Regions from separate parts of the Mus musculus genome. Here regions 2, 3 and 4 are each linked to region 1. The links are chromatin contacts, called in public HiChIP or PLAC-seq and promoter capture Hi-C maps. All regions are on one chromosome and are shown on one strand. Each heading gives the region's core, a stretch centred on a gene start, on an enhancer-like site or on the middle of the called end of the contact. The rest is flanking DNA. Distances are from core to core; before and after follow the strand shown. Region 1 holds the start of Tmem123 (transmembrane protein 123). Region 2 holds the start of Mmp13 (matrix metallopeptidase 13). Region 3 has its middle 17 kb from the start of Mmp12. Region 4 holds the start of Mmp12 (matrix metallopeptidase 12).

Region 1 (3,450 bases), core at 518-3,017:
CTTGCTGTTAAAATCTTTAGATATTGTCTCCTTTAAGTAGCCCTGGCTGGCCTTAAAAAGTGCCTCAGATTAGCCAGAGGCCTGGTCCTGACACTCCCTTAACAACACCTTCTTTTAGCACAGTTTGAAGGTATCTCTATAGAACTGAATTGGTTCTATTAGTTCATGAAATCATGGCATCAGAGCATTTCAGGTTTTCCAAATAGCACTAACCTCTCTAGTGAGACACTCACAATCAGAGCATAGTGAGAAAGTCCAACAGCAACAACAACAAAAATGTTTTGAGGGCAAAAGATAGAAAAGGGCACTCCACTTCAATCAGTAATTCGTGAGAGGAAAAAAATCTGTACACACAAGGCAAGCAGCTGGGTAGGATAAAGGCCTCCTCCCATAAGCAGTCTAATATTTGCTCTAAGACAGAGTCTCAACATTCTTTCCTTAACTGATCTCAGAAGTAGTCCTGCAATTCCAGTTTGTCACTGGTACAAGTCAAAAGAGCAAACATAAAACATAACCAATCGAAGTGAAGAAGCCCTGTAATCCCCGAAGTAGAGTTAGGCATATCAGAAGTTCAAGGTTATCTTCAGCCACATAGGGAGTTCAAAGCCAGTTAGGGCTTCATGGATACAAGAGATCCTGACTCTACAAAACACAGTGAAATTCAGCACAACAGAAATAGGGTTGTTTAATTCACCCAGATTATTCCAGCCAAAGCAGGTGTTGGGCCTAAATCATCTGCTTAAGTAAACTCACTGGTTATCCCTTCATAGATGAGACTGAAAAACACAACAGATGACTGAGCTGAAAATCACAAAGACTTTGGTCATTTAAAGTTTCTTATCCTAGTTTACTATTTCCCTAGCGACTGGACTCTAGTAGATGACAAGGGACAATAGAATTTTCACAAACTCAGAGTTCTTCTCAAAGTGTTCAAAACGTCAAGGTTTCGAAGAGAAACAAAATCCCCAACACAGAAGGCTGTCAACATCATCTTGTTATGACCTTAATGATGACGTCGTAGGCTCTGGACCACAGGGACCTCAAGGCTGCTGCGTATGCAGCAGTAGTGACTACAGTCCGAGCACAAGCCTCATCTGCGCAGGGGAACAAGGCGCGTACACCCAAGGTTCCCACTCAGCCGAACTGGCCCTGGAATCCAACTTGAATTCTGGGAGTACCTTCAGCAGGAAGCTGTGTGGGTAGACAATCAGACCTGTTTTTGCGGCAGTTAGCGAACAAATTTCAATCTACAGGTCTTGCTACCAGCCACAGAACTACAGTGAAGAGGACCAACTTGAGTCTTCGGCTGAAGGGCCATCCCAGGGAAACTCAGCAAGTTCTGCACACCACGCCGGCTTGCCGTCCCCAAGCAGGGGAGAGACGGAGTCTCGCTCCGCAGGTGGCCCGCGGGCGAAGAGGGAAATGAGGTTGGGGTGGGAGTCTACCGTGGACGCGTGGAACTTTCCACGCGGACGCCGAACATGGAGAGGCAGGCCGCCGCAGTGCGCTTCCTCTGCGCCTGCCAACTTACCCTGAGCGTCGGTCGGGTCCTGCGCCGCCCCTAGCAGCGCCAGCACCTGCAGCACGCCCAGCAGCAGCGCGGCCCGCGCGCACAGCGCCATTGTTCCCAGGGCCCCTGAGCGCCCGCAGCAACCGCCCGGCGCCCAGAGCTGCTCTCCGCGCACGCGACCGCTCCGCGTCCCCTTCCGCCCTTACCGCTCCCCTGCAGACGCCGCCGCCAGTCCCCCCAGTGACCAAATAGGGATAGGCCAGGCGGCCTGGGGCGGGGCCAGGGCGTGGTCGGCAAAGTCAGGAGGGGCGTGGCCCACAGGAGGCAGGGCGGGGAAGAGCTGCAGGGCCAAGAGAGGGAGTGGCTCTGAGAAAAGAGGAGAGCCGGGAGAGGGCGTGGCTTACAGAGGCGGGGCAAGGGGGACAGGCCTCAGACGGGAGGGGCGTGGCTCTCTGAACAGTACTGAGGAGCGGATAAGAGGCGGGGCTCTCGGAGGCGGATGAGGTCGTGGTTTTGGGAGTGGCGTGGTCCGGACTAAGTGCTACGACAGCTGTGGCTCTATCTCTGACTTTCAAGGGGTAGTCGTCTACCAGGACTTCCTGAAGACAGGCTTTATTTAGAAGTTTTCGGGTGGGATTGGCATGGTTGCGGCGCGGAGTAAGAGAGGGAGTCACAGACTGGATGATTGCAGCCTCTCAGAGGAGTGAAGGAAAGTCAGACTCAAAAAAGTTTCAAAGTAACCGTCATGATCTTGGTACTCCACTTGTGCCTCCTTTTTTCTACAACTGGAAAAACATGTAGAGTGGGCGGTGCAGTTTGCAGACCAGTTGGAAACTTAGCACCTATAACCTAGATCCCTGTCTTCTAGAGTTCGCTGTCCCGACTCAAAAACAGCCTGTTGTAGTCTAGTTTTTTGGCAAAATCCCTCGTAAGCCCTAGGGCCAATGCTGCATTTTGATTCCACTCAGAATTCTAAAATTATGTGTCTAGTACACATCACTCAACTAACGTGGAAGATGGACACAGCTTCCACAGGGTATTGCAGCTCTCTAACACCTGATCCAGGGCATTTCAAAGATAAGCCTAAAACTTTGTTATGAAAAATACTTTTCGACTTCCACAAAGCTTCTTTGTTATAGATGTGTGATGATCATGGATTAATTAGGCCCGTTTTCTCTACATTTACAAGACATATGAAACTGCAACCAGCCAACCTGAAAATACCAGCATCTACCACGGGCTTTAAAAAACAGCTGTGTGTTTAGGATTTGATGGTTCTATTTCTGAAGAATCTAGCCAAGTGCTTCCAGGCATGGACTAGGAAGGATCATTCTGTATTCAGAATGAATGCTTGCCCTGACTCCAGTTTTTGGAACCCAGTGCTCAGTGTGGTGATTTAAAGAGGCGGGGTATTGGAGAAGCGACTGAGCTAGAAGAACAGGGATCTCAACAGTGAAATAAGTGCCTCATGAAAGTGGCCTGAGACCAGGGGCCTTCAACAGACACCAGGTCAGTTGCTGGCATTACCTTTGACTTCCCAAGAAGAAATGTTTCAAGAATACTGATGTAATCTAACCTTACATGTTTACACAGTTCCCTAGCTGGTGTAGTAGCGAAAAACTGTAATTCCAGTACTTAGGAGACAGAGGCAGGAGGATTGCTGAAAATTCAAGGCTAATCTGAGCTATATAGCGAGTTCCAAGATGAGCTCATCCATAGTAAGACCCTGTCTCAACCAAACCGGTCAGGAATGGAGGCACAGTCCCTTAACTCTATCACTTGGGCGGCTGAAGGAGGATTGGAATTCGTGGTCATCTTTAGCTTTATAGCAAGTTTGAGGACAGCCTGAACTATATCAGACCCTAACTCAATAAACCAACCAGTCGATAAAACAAGCAAACATGTCCAAAATGAACAAAATAAAGCATGAAACTTCTCCT
Region 2 (3,450 bases), core at 705-3,204, 490 kb after region 1:
TTAGCACAAAATATACTTTTGTTATTTTAGAAAGCATAATCAAATGCTAAACACGATTTGCTTGTATGCTTTCTAACTGTGTCAGTGAGACTATATCCAGTAACATGAGCTAAGTCTTTACAAGGAAGATTACCTTTGGAACTGCTTGTCCAGGTTTCATCATCATCAAAATGGGCATCCCCACCATAGTTTGGTCCAGGAGGAAAAGCGTGTGCCAGAAGACCAGAAGGTCCATCAAATGGGTAGAAGTCACCATGTTCTATGCAGACAGCAAGAGTTAGAGTCCCATTATATATACTGTGCCTGACTTGGCAGCTTTTTCAAATGCTTTGAAATTGGTAAATGACTGGTGAAAGGAATAAAAAAAAATGAAAGCAAGGAAGGATTAGTGTATGAGCATGTGTCTAAATAACTCCACACCCTTACCTTTAGTCCCAAAAGATATCATGATGTCAGCAGTGCCATCATAGATTCTGGTGAAATTCAGTGGTGTCACATCAGACCAGACCTTGAAGGCTTTTCTGAAGGCCTTCTCCACTTCAGAATGGGACATATCAGGAGTATAGTTCACAATCCTATTCAACATAGAAAATGTCAGCTAAATTTTGAAAGGTTAAAACTGTTTGTAAAACATACTCTCTTAGGGACTGGTGAGATGGCTCAGTGGCTAAGAGCACTGGCTGCTCTCCCAGAGGTCCCGAGTTCATTTCCTAGCAATCACAAGGTGGCTCACAATCATTCATAGGGCTATAGGGAGATCTGATATCCTCTTCAGGCAGGTGGCTGTATATGCAGCAGAACACTTGTACATTAAATAAATACATTAAACAAACAAACAACATAGAACAAAAAAAGCAAATATACTTTCTTAGAATATTGCTTTTCAACTTGAAATGGCTGCTTTAAAGTTTCCATTAGATATAATAGGTGCTTTAAAAGAATTAAATTCAAGAGTTCTGTCTAATATTTAATCACTGTCAAATAAATAAATACCTTGGCACCTTAAATTTAACATATTAAATATAAATTTGTTGGCAGCTAAAATCTGGCACTGTAGGGTCTGAGGAAAGAGTGGAACCCTCCATCTTCAGGAACATCATCATAAATACAGCAAAAATTTTTTAAATTTCTTCCCTGACTTGTGGTTTCATTTCTACAAGAAATATCTTGAGACACTCACCAAAAATAATGTTGGGGCTAGCATTGAGATAATAGGTCTTACTAATTTATTAGTTTTTTATGTTGACTTACAGAACTCATTTAGAAATACGTGTAATATAAACTTTTTAATTTTGCAGAAAAATGCAATCAGATATTAAATATAAGTTACTTCTGTGCTTCTTAACCTTGTATTAAAGCTAATTCTGAACCGAACCTCCAATTAACTACTCCAGGCCTACTTAACGTCAGACACGTAGAAGAAAAAAGTAACATATGTGAGGGACAGAGCCTCTGCTTTACCTGTAAGTTAAGTTCGTTTGGGACCATTTGAGTGTTCTAGGGAAAACATTGTATTCACCCACATCAGGCACTCCACATCTTGGTTTTCTCATGATGTCTAAGGTGGGATCATCAAGTTTGCCAGTCACCTCTAAGCCAAAGAAAGATTGCATTTCTCGGAGCCTGTCAACTGTGGAGGTCACTGTAGACTTCTTCAGGATTCCCGCAAGAGTCGCAGGATGGTAGTATGATTTCAAGTAGTGCTAGAAAAGAGACCAAAATAACCAGCTTTTAAGAGAATAGGGATTTGAGAAATGCACTACAGTGCCATCCTTGGCAGAATACAGTACCTCTGCAAACACAAGGTCTTCCTCAGACAGGTCATCATCATCATCATCACCATAGGGAAGGGGCAGGGACCAACAGGGAGTCCAGCTCAACAAGAAGAAGGTGGCCAGGATAGCTGAATGCATGGTGCCCAGCAGTGCCTGGAGTCTCTCCTTCCCAGGGCAAGCATCTTCTATTTTATAGCATGATAGTGATGAGTCACCACTTTGGGGTGTGTGTTAACTTCCTAGTGAGGCGAAGGTAAACATGCTTACATGGTATTTTTTTTTCTTCCTAAGTGTGGTTTGTGGCAGAATCTGAGGGAAATGGAAAATGAAGGCATCTCTACTTTCAGTGGGGGAATATCAAAACTCATCTGGCAAAATAAACAGCCTCAGCATTTTCATGGATATAGTGGGGAGAAGCAGCAGCTAGTATATTTTTCACTTCACTGGACAAAAATGTTGTCTTCCTTTTGTAGGGAAAACAGCTACTCTGAGTTTTTCAGGTAATAATAATAGCAAAGTAAAATGTTTGTTCCTGTAAGGAAAGACAAAGTTCTGTCCACAAAATGGTTATAGGTTGATGAGTTCTCAACTCTATTCTGTCTTGAGCAGCAACAGTGAGAATCCTTGCTGTATTTCCTTGAAGGCCTCAGAAATGTATAAGAACCAAGCTTGAGGTCTTTAAGACACTGTAGATGATTGAGTCCTGCCACAGACCACCGCAGTCGGGTATGGGGGTCCCTGGAATGAGGGTCCTTGAAGCGAGGTGGGTAAGGATTCAGTGGTGACAAACAGAAACAAACACAGAGGCAGTTTGAATCTGAGTGTATTCTGCAGCTCTCAAGCAGGGGGTTTTATACATTAAAAACTGAACATTACATTTCTTAGAAACTGTATCCAGTGAAACAATCACAAATACCAACAAAAGTCATCTGACACAGTAAAGCACAAAAATCATCCAAGCATTACAACTCTGAAACTATGTATTCAGTGAATCACAAACAGAACTGGTAACATCATTATAAATCATCAAAATATAACAATTCTAAAAGAATGTATTCAGTGGGAGCTGTCGTCCAAGGCTAGTGGTATATTTCCAGGAGCAGGTTAATAGATCTTTAATGGGCTGAACTAACTTTCTAGCCCCATGGTCAATTATTATTTAACATCTAGTGCCTGTCTTTTTGTAATCTTCAATGTATAAATTTGAACTATTTTAATTCTTTCTAATTAAGGCTTTCTTTACCATATCTCAAAATCTACCTCCAATGACACATGTGTAGTCATATGAAATTTTATTGTTGGGAAAATTTTTATCATAATAGTTTTGTAAATGATTTGGAAAGTAAAGCGTTGGTTTCCCTGGGGATAAGGTCATCTTAGTGGCCCCATCTCTAGGAGTGGTTTCTTACCCATTATTCTCAATTAAGATCTTGGCCTAGGCTACCAGGAACATGTAAATAAGAAAAGGAATAAGAGAAAGCAAAACAGATAGATTGCCATGAGAACTACAGCTCAATCATTTTTCTCTGGCAAAGAGTTCCACAACCAGTTCCAAGAGGCCTCCCCCTTTTGAGGTCAATCGCCTCAGTTTGTGGAACTTGTCACACAGATCTTATTGGAGGTGATGTGGCAGAGTCCTAAGCTGGAATTTTAACATCCTGGCATAACCTTTAGA
Region 3 (3,450 bases), core at 685-3,184, 430 kb after region 1:
CTTGATTCTACAAGCTCCTTCACTATGAGCTCCATTGCCTGGTAACCTGGGGTTTTACTAGGCCTAATATTTGACAGCACCAAAGTTCAGGACATTGGCTCATAAGGAGGAAAACAAGTCTCTTTAGTCTTCTCCTGCTTGGTATGTTTAATATGTGTATATGTAATCATACACACACACATGAATGAGGCTTTAATTTTCTCTGTTATACACTAAATTTATAGTACTGGTGAAAAAAATGGAACATAGAAAATTATACTATAAATAGGAGGCCATGCCTCTAGTATAAACCTGGGTGCCCAAGAAGGCTTCTGATATAAGGCTGCATTTGAAATAAGATTTAAATACTACAACAGAGTTGCAAGAGAAGCATGAGTATGCTTATTTACACTAACTGCAGAAATGACAGAGTTTGACTGCTTTGGACTACTGAAAAGGGATGACTGAATATTAGTGTAGAGTTGTAGGAGTTGGCCAATTGAAAGGTTTGATTGGAGAGGGAAGTTGTGCAAGGGATCAGGCTGGGGGAAGTTTCTAATCCTCATTGAGAAATCTGAATCATAGTCCACAAACCAAGCTTTTGATGGTTTTTGAGCAAGGGACTGACATAATTATTAAACAAGAAGGATGTTTACAGGCTGTCTGTCTGCTCCTGAACAATGCCTACCCTGCTGGCTGACATTGCCATCCTGTGTATGTTCGTTAGCACTCATGACTAACTTGGAGGTTTTTAGTACAAATAAAAATGAAGCAGTATTTTGGCCTTTCATAATGTTCTAAGTAAAATGATGTGATTATAGGTAGCTTTTATGCAGCTGGGATGTAGATCAGTTGGTAGAGTTTTTGACTAGTATGCACGATGCTCTGTGGTGTGTTGGTACATCTCTTTAACAACAGCACTTGGGAGGCTGACAAAGGAGGAACAAGAATTCAAGGTCCTCTCAGCCTAAGCTAAAATCAGTAAACAAACAAATAAGCAAAGCCTCCTACAAGACAAGATTTTAAGATTCTATACTGTTTTTTTTTCCCAGTGTGATTTGAGATACTTATTAGTTTCTAGCTAGAAAACAGCACACATATTTATTTGACACATAATCTTGATATGTAGACCAGGCTGGCTTACAACTTGCTATGCAGACCAAGATTTCCTAGATCTTAAAGCCATTTTTCTCTTTCTGCCTTCTCAGTACTGGGAGATCAAGAGATGGATATTTTTATTCTTCCACCCTCCATAAAGGTAGAGTAAAAACTAGCCATGGACTAAATATTTAGTGTCTGGTTATTTCTGCACAGAAGATAATTAGTTCCCAGTCAAAAGGCTGGGTGGGCATGAAGAAGTAGTTTTGGGTCTTCTTTGGGTTCGTGTTGTAAACGTCTGAGGTCTACACTCATGGAGGGCAGAAGAATGAAAATATCCATTTCTTGATCTCAAAGACATATTATATTAATAGAGGAGATAAAAGAAGAGATAACTTGAGGAAATAATAAAGCAGCAATCAAGCAGTTGTGAAATAATTCCAAAAGAAAATCAAGAGCTATAGCCAATGTGCCTTCAGCATCTATCAAGTCCCCATCTTCAGTGGTATGAACTTGAGACGACATTGTTTTGAGTCTTTTTTTGAAAACACATTAATTGGAAACCTGCTCAACAGTTCTACAGAGGATGAAGAGAAATAACCCTGGTACTCAAGATGCTGTGACAGAGGGCGCATGAGTGCATGGTCAATGGGGGCTACATAGGAGTTAGGGCAACTTACACATGTCAGTGAGAAGAAAGGAGGGAAGGCAATAAAGGGAAAAAAGAGAAGGTAAAGAAACGAAAATTTGCTTTCTTGTTGCTTAAAAAACAGCTCAAAGGCAAGGGAACTCTAGTCACAACTGAGGTCTAGGTAAGTGAGTCATGCTGTGAAGAAAAATAACTGACTTCTGTGGAACCAGCTACTTCCTAATGTGGGTAATCCTCTCCAAGCACATACCCTAAGCTCGGTTCTCCTGGGTGGAGCCCAAAAGGAGAATGACTATAATAGTTTGTCATGAGGGTCAGCGCATGACCATCTTAATACTAAAAAAACTTAGACCATTCCTCCACCATTTCCGTTCTGTTTTGTCTCTGCTAGCTTCTTGGCACCTTGGAACGTGCACTCTAGGAACAGGAATGACCTCATTTCCTAGAGATCTCTTTAAAGCAACTTGTCTCTATACTGCTTATGTTCAGCATTGACTTGAAAAATCCAGCAGTTCAGTCCTCAGGGAGGAAAAGGAGTGGGGACACAGTCATCTCATAAGAAGATGAGAATGTAGAGATCCATTTGAGTCCCAGCCTGGTCAGCAGGGTCAGGGTGGTGGAGTATTTTGTACACCTGAATGGTCAAGGAAAGAGAGTGCCCAGAATATTTTCATCCTTATATGAAAACATCATTATTTGAAATGTGTTCATTTTCTTTGCATTTCAACCTTCTGAATGTATGAGAATAAAAGAAGTAACCAGATATTCTCTATGTATGGACCCTCTCAGCCTTTTGAAGGATAGCATACATTTCCCATGACTTGTAGTATCTCTCATCCAATCAACACTTAGCTTGACCATCAACTGTGGTCAAAATTTCCACACTAAAGGTCCTAAGTCTTTTTCTTGGGTTCTCTTACTGGTGTGTGTGTGTGTGTGTGTGTGTGCTTTCTGGTAATTGAACATAAAGTCCCATGCATATGCCTTACACTAAGCCTCCATGTGCCATCTTATCCTTCTCAACAGTATTAGATTTTTCTTTAGATTAAAAAAATTTGATAGGCACTGATTGTATGTATTTAGGTACAGTATAAGATTTAAATTCATGTAAACAGTAGATCAATATAACTGGCACATCCGTTGTCTTTAACATCTATTATTTCCTTGTGATGGAAACATTTAAACTTTTCTTTACTATTTATAATGTACAATTAATTGATGCTCTTGGCCATAGTTGCTCTCTTGTGCTCTAGAACAGTAGAATTCATTCATACTACTAGAGTGCACTATGGTGCCCAATGACCATTCTTTATCCCCTCCCCTACTACATACACACAACCCCTCCTAAAGTATAATAAGATAAAACAAAAAAACAATATATTAGAATTGGGAAAAAACAGAAGGAAAAGAGTCCAAGACAAGACGCAGAAATCAAAGACCTACTTGTTGGCACACTCAGGCATCCTATAAAAACACTAAACCGAAAGCTATAATATATGCATGCAAACATGTGCTAGCCCTGTGCATGATGCCTCAGTCTCTCTGAGTTCATATGAGCTTTGATTTAGAGGGCTTCACTTTCTTGGTGTTCTCCATAGAGTTTGTTTGTTTGTTTGTTTGTTTGTTTGTTTGTAGTATTGTGGGGCATTCACTAGAGAAGATTGCTCAGACATGGGTTTCAGCCAATAGAAAGTCTTTAGTAGTCTGCCAGTGACTACACTAGG
Region 4 (3,450 bases), core at 685-3,184, 420 kb after region 1:
TCACAGAGATAATAAATTGTGTGTGTGTGTGTGTGTGTGTGTGTATCTGCCTGTGTGTATATGTATGTCCACATGTATGTGTGTGTGCGTGTAGTATGTGCATGCATGTAGAGGCCTGAAGTTGACTCAGGCATCTTCCTGAAACCTGCTCCACTTTCAGTATTGAGGTGAGGTCTCTCAACCAAAGCCAGAGACCCCTGTTTCTACTAGTCTGGCTAGCCAACTTGCCCTGAGCACCCCCTATCTCTGCCTCCCATGTGCTGGGATTACAGACAGCCACTATGCCTGGATTTTACATATCTTCTTGGGATCTGAACTCTTATCCTCAGTCTGAAGTTAACGAATGCATTTGTATTAACAATTTACAGAGGCTACTTTTGGATTTAGAACTACGTTGTAGCTAAATGGTCTAGGTTTCTAGAAGCTACACTCATAGGTAAGTAGAAAAGCTCCCCAGGGCAAACACTGACATTACCTGTAAGTGAGGTACCGCTTCATCCATCTTGACCTCTGGGGCACTGCTCTAAGATGCTGTACATCGGGCACTCCACATCGAGGGATGTGCATTATTGCCAGAGTTGAGTTGTCCAGTTGCCCAGTTGCTTCTAGCCCAAAGAACTGCTGCATTTCCTGGAGTTTTTCTTTTAGGAAGTTTCTATTGGTTTTTGTTTTTGTCATTGGAATTCTGTCCTTTCCATAATCATAAAATCTTGACAAGTACCACTAGATAAAACACAAGCATTGCACACGGTTGTATGCAGCCAGGTTTCTGCTGGGAACCCTGCAAACATGGTCAGTAGTATACTGATATTCTAGAACCAGGTATTTTAATCACAGGCTACATTATTATTATTATTATTACCTAGGGAATCAATTATAAGGAGGAAAAAATAATTTCCTACGCTATTTAAAACATAAATGATTAGTCAGATTACCAAAATTCCAGAGGAAGAACTATTTATTATTCTCCTTCTTCAGACCTGCTTCTAGGTTTTTAAGGAGCCATTTTAGCATCTAGTATATACGGGTACTTGATTGGGGAAGGTAGTTTAGTGGTACAGCAATTATCTAGCATGCTAGCAGGTCTAGGGTTAGTCCCCAGCAGTGGGAAAATCTTGACACAGTAGAAAACTTGAATGAATTCAAAGTAATAATAATGTTAGAAAATAGAGCCAGCTGCTGAGGAGGGCGATACAGAAGGGTCATCTGAGCCCACAAGTTCAAAACCAGACTAGACAACACAGTAGGATTCTGTGTAAAAAAGGAATATATATATAATTTTAGAAAATAGATGTTCAAGTTTTTTTAATTAGAAAAAGGTAAAATTTCACATCTTACTTAAAATACTTATGAATAAATATATGAGATAAATCGCAGAGAGAACATGCTGTAACTATCATAAAATCTTGAAGTGGTCACATGGACTAAGCAAAGTCCAAATCTTGCATTATTACTGGATATTAAACTACTACCTCAAATAAAAGACAAATGGAGTGAGAGACCAATACACAACACTCTATTAGAAATGTAATCTAATTATATTGAGCTAAAGTAATTTAGCCAAAGCTTTTTGTAGATGGTACAATTATTCACCAGTTTAATGACATTCTTTCATCTTTATAATCCTCTCTGGAAAACAAAACATGGTAACAAGAGAGAATCTGTACTGATTTTCAAATCGAATCACACTTTTCAACATACTATTTGCAAATTCAGCAACTATTAAAGATACAGTCAGGCTGGACCAGAGCAATGCTGTCAATACTTACTTCAGCAAATTCACTGTCATTCATGGGAGCAGCCCCACAGGCAGATACCTGTAAGAACACAATCATCATGAGAAATTTCATTGTGCAGACTCCTTTCAGCAGAGTGCAGCTCATCAACCTGTTCCCTCCGACTGCAAGTTCCCTTAAAGCCCCACTTTATATAACCCTAGTACCAGGATCTGTGACCATGAAATCCTCTATCTGACTCACTGTTGATGTCATCCCTTGATTTACTTCAGAATCATGTGAAGTAACAGCAGGTCAAACCATTGTCTAATTCATCACTCATCTCTGTACCTCTCTGTTTCTTACAAATGACCGGTAAATCTTAACTTCCACCTACTTCTACCTGAAGGTAAGACAAAACATCGATAACACAGTAGCCAAAAATACAAACAGAACTCCATTAGCAGAGTTTTGGAAAGCTTGGTATCGACAACTCTCTTTATAATTTATAATATAGGTAAAGTGCTTTAAAGTAAAATTTTAAAAAATGTGTGAAGAAAATATTTTTGCTAGAATACATCAATCCTTTATTTGTTTAAATATCAGAGAAAATTTGTACAATGAGCATGCTTTGATGTTTGCTCTATGTGCAGGCTTGGGTTCTTATATGGATTGAGACTTTTACTCATGGAAGCTGAAATCCAATCCTGACAGGTTGTCTGGGGAGATTCTGGAACTTCGTTCCTCATCTTTCATGCTATTGGAGTTCAGCACTTGCAGCTATGTTGTGAAAGACTTCCTTTCTTTCTGCCGCCTCTCCATTTCTTTCCCCCATGAAGTGTTTAAAGAATAGAAACATTCAGAAATCAAGGATTAAAACTCCCAAAGTACAATTTTGGAATGAGGCTGCTGTGTGGGCAGAGGCTCTGTTCAACACTCACTTAATCCCACCACATGCAGAGTCTACATGAAGAGCCTAGTGCATAGGTATGTGAATGGGTTATAATTTAGACTTCCAATTTCCCTGAATTCAGACATGCTGTCTACTTCCTAGTGTTAATTTTAATTCATCTTTTAGGGGCCATGAAATGATTCAGCAAGCAAAGGCACTTGCTCCCGAAGCTGACGAGCTGAGTTTGATCTCCTGGATGCGACATGGTGAGAACAGATGACTGGAAGTTGTCATCTGGTTTCTACAGGCCTACTATGCAATGCATGTACACAGAGACGTGCACAAGAAACAAACACAAACAAACAAACACACACACACTTAGCTTTAGGTGATCATGCAAAACAACAGATCCAGTAGAGTTTATAGGTGTCCTGTGCCTTGTGATCATTTGTTTTCCTTTTCTTCTAAGATAGGAAGAGGAATCCCCCTGCCCCTGTACTATCCCTGATACTTACCAAATCTTGCCTCTTTTTACGTGAGTGGCTTGACTCTAGGTTCCACTTGAGATGAGAACTATTTAACTATTTAACTTCCTTATGCTCTTGTGACAGTTAAATGAGACAGTGACTTATGCGTGCTGGTGACAGGAAAGCTGCTCACTATTATGAAGTTCCTTCCCTTTGTCCTTAATAGGGACTGTTAAGCACTAAATTTGTAAGTAGGAGAAGTTCAAGGGTTCAAAAAGGGAATGATCATGTGGTAAGCATTGTAAAGAAGTCCTTTCAAACACTGAGTTTAGCCCAAAAATGTTAAGAGGAACACAACTGTATTGGGATAGAAAGT

Evidence for each region. Promoter capture Hi-C pulls out the DNA fragments that hold promoters and counts their contacts. HiChIP or PLAC-seq counts read pairs in DNA pulled down with a chosen protein or histone mark.
Region 2: a contact with region 1 is called in a promoter capture Hi-C map of pre-B cells. The contact joins the promoter of Mmp13 here to the promoter of Tmem123 in region 1. A contact is called at or near these places in 2 of 39 promoter capture datasets (the C10 cell line and pre-B cells) and 1 of 115 datasets of contacts at active chromatin or transcription factors (large pre-B cells).
Region 3: an H3K4me3 HiChIP or PLAC-seq map of bone marrow-derived macrophages shows a contact between it and region 1, with 4 times the contacts expected there. The contact joins the enhancer-like site here to the promoter of Tmem123 in region 1. A contact is called at or near these places in 1 of 39 promoter capture datasets (the C10 cell line) and 1 of 115 datasets of contacts at active chromatin or transcription factors (bone marrow-derived macrophages).
Region 4: an H3K27ac HiChIP or PLAC-seq map of bone marrow-derived dendritic cells shows a contact between it and region 1, with 4 times the contacts expected there. The contact joins the promoter of Mmp12 here to the promoter of Tmem123 in region 1. A contact is called at or near these places in 2 of 39 promoter capture datasets (the C10 cell line and pre-B cells), 2 of 115 datasets of contacts at active chromatin or transcription factors (bone marrow-derived dendritic cells and bone marrow-derived macrophages) and 1 of 9 other capture datasets (macrophages).

What each region holds. Positions count from the first base shown.
Region 1 is chr9:7,762,394-7,765,843 of GRCm38.p6, reverse strand. It overlaps Tmem123 (transmembrane protein 123), which reads right to left and starts at 1,767. Exons shown (of 5, transcript NM_133739.2): 1 at 1,532-1,767. The coding sequence starts at 1,622.
Region 2 is chr9:7,271,018-7,274,467 of GRCm38.p6, reverse strand. It overlaps Mmp13 (matrix metallopeptidase 13), which reads right to left and starts at 1,954. Exons shown (of 10, transcript NM_008607.2): 1 at 1,791-1,954; 2 at 1,462-1,703; 3 at 427-575; 4 at 134-259. The coding sequence starts at 1,913. It overlaps Gm31639 (a long non-coding RNA gene), which reads right to left. Exons shown (of 5, transcript XR_379095.2): 5 at 2,960-3,450.
Region 3 is chr9:7,329,090-7,332,539 of GRCm38.p6, reverse strand. No RefSeq gene overlaps it. Among named protein-coding and RNA genes, the nearest start is that of Mmp12, 17 kb to the left of the region's middle. Within about 2 kb of position 1,934, at least 5 of the 459 cell types and tissues checked have an H3K27ac peak or open chromatin away from gene starts, as enhancers often do. A contact at or near this core is called in bone marrow-derived macrophages, where this site is marked.
Region 4 is chr9:7,345,858-7,349,307 of GRCm38.p6, reverse strand. It overlaps Mmp12 (matrix metallopeptidase 12), which reads right to left and starts at 1,934. Exons shown (of 10, transcript NM_008605.3): 1 at 1,770-1,934; 2 at 476-723. The coding sequence starts at 1,883.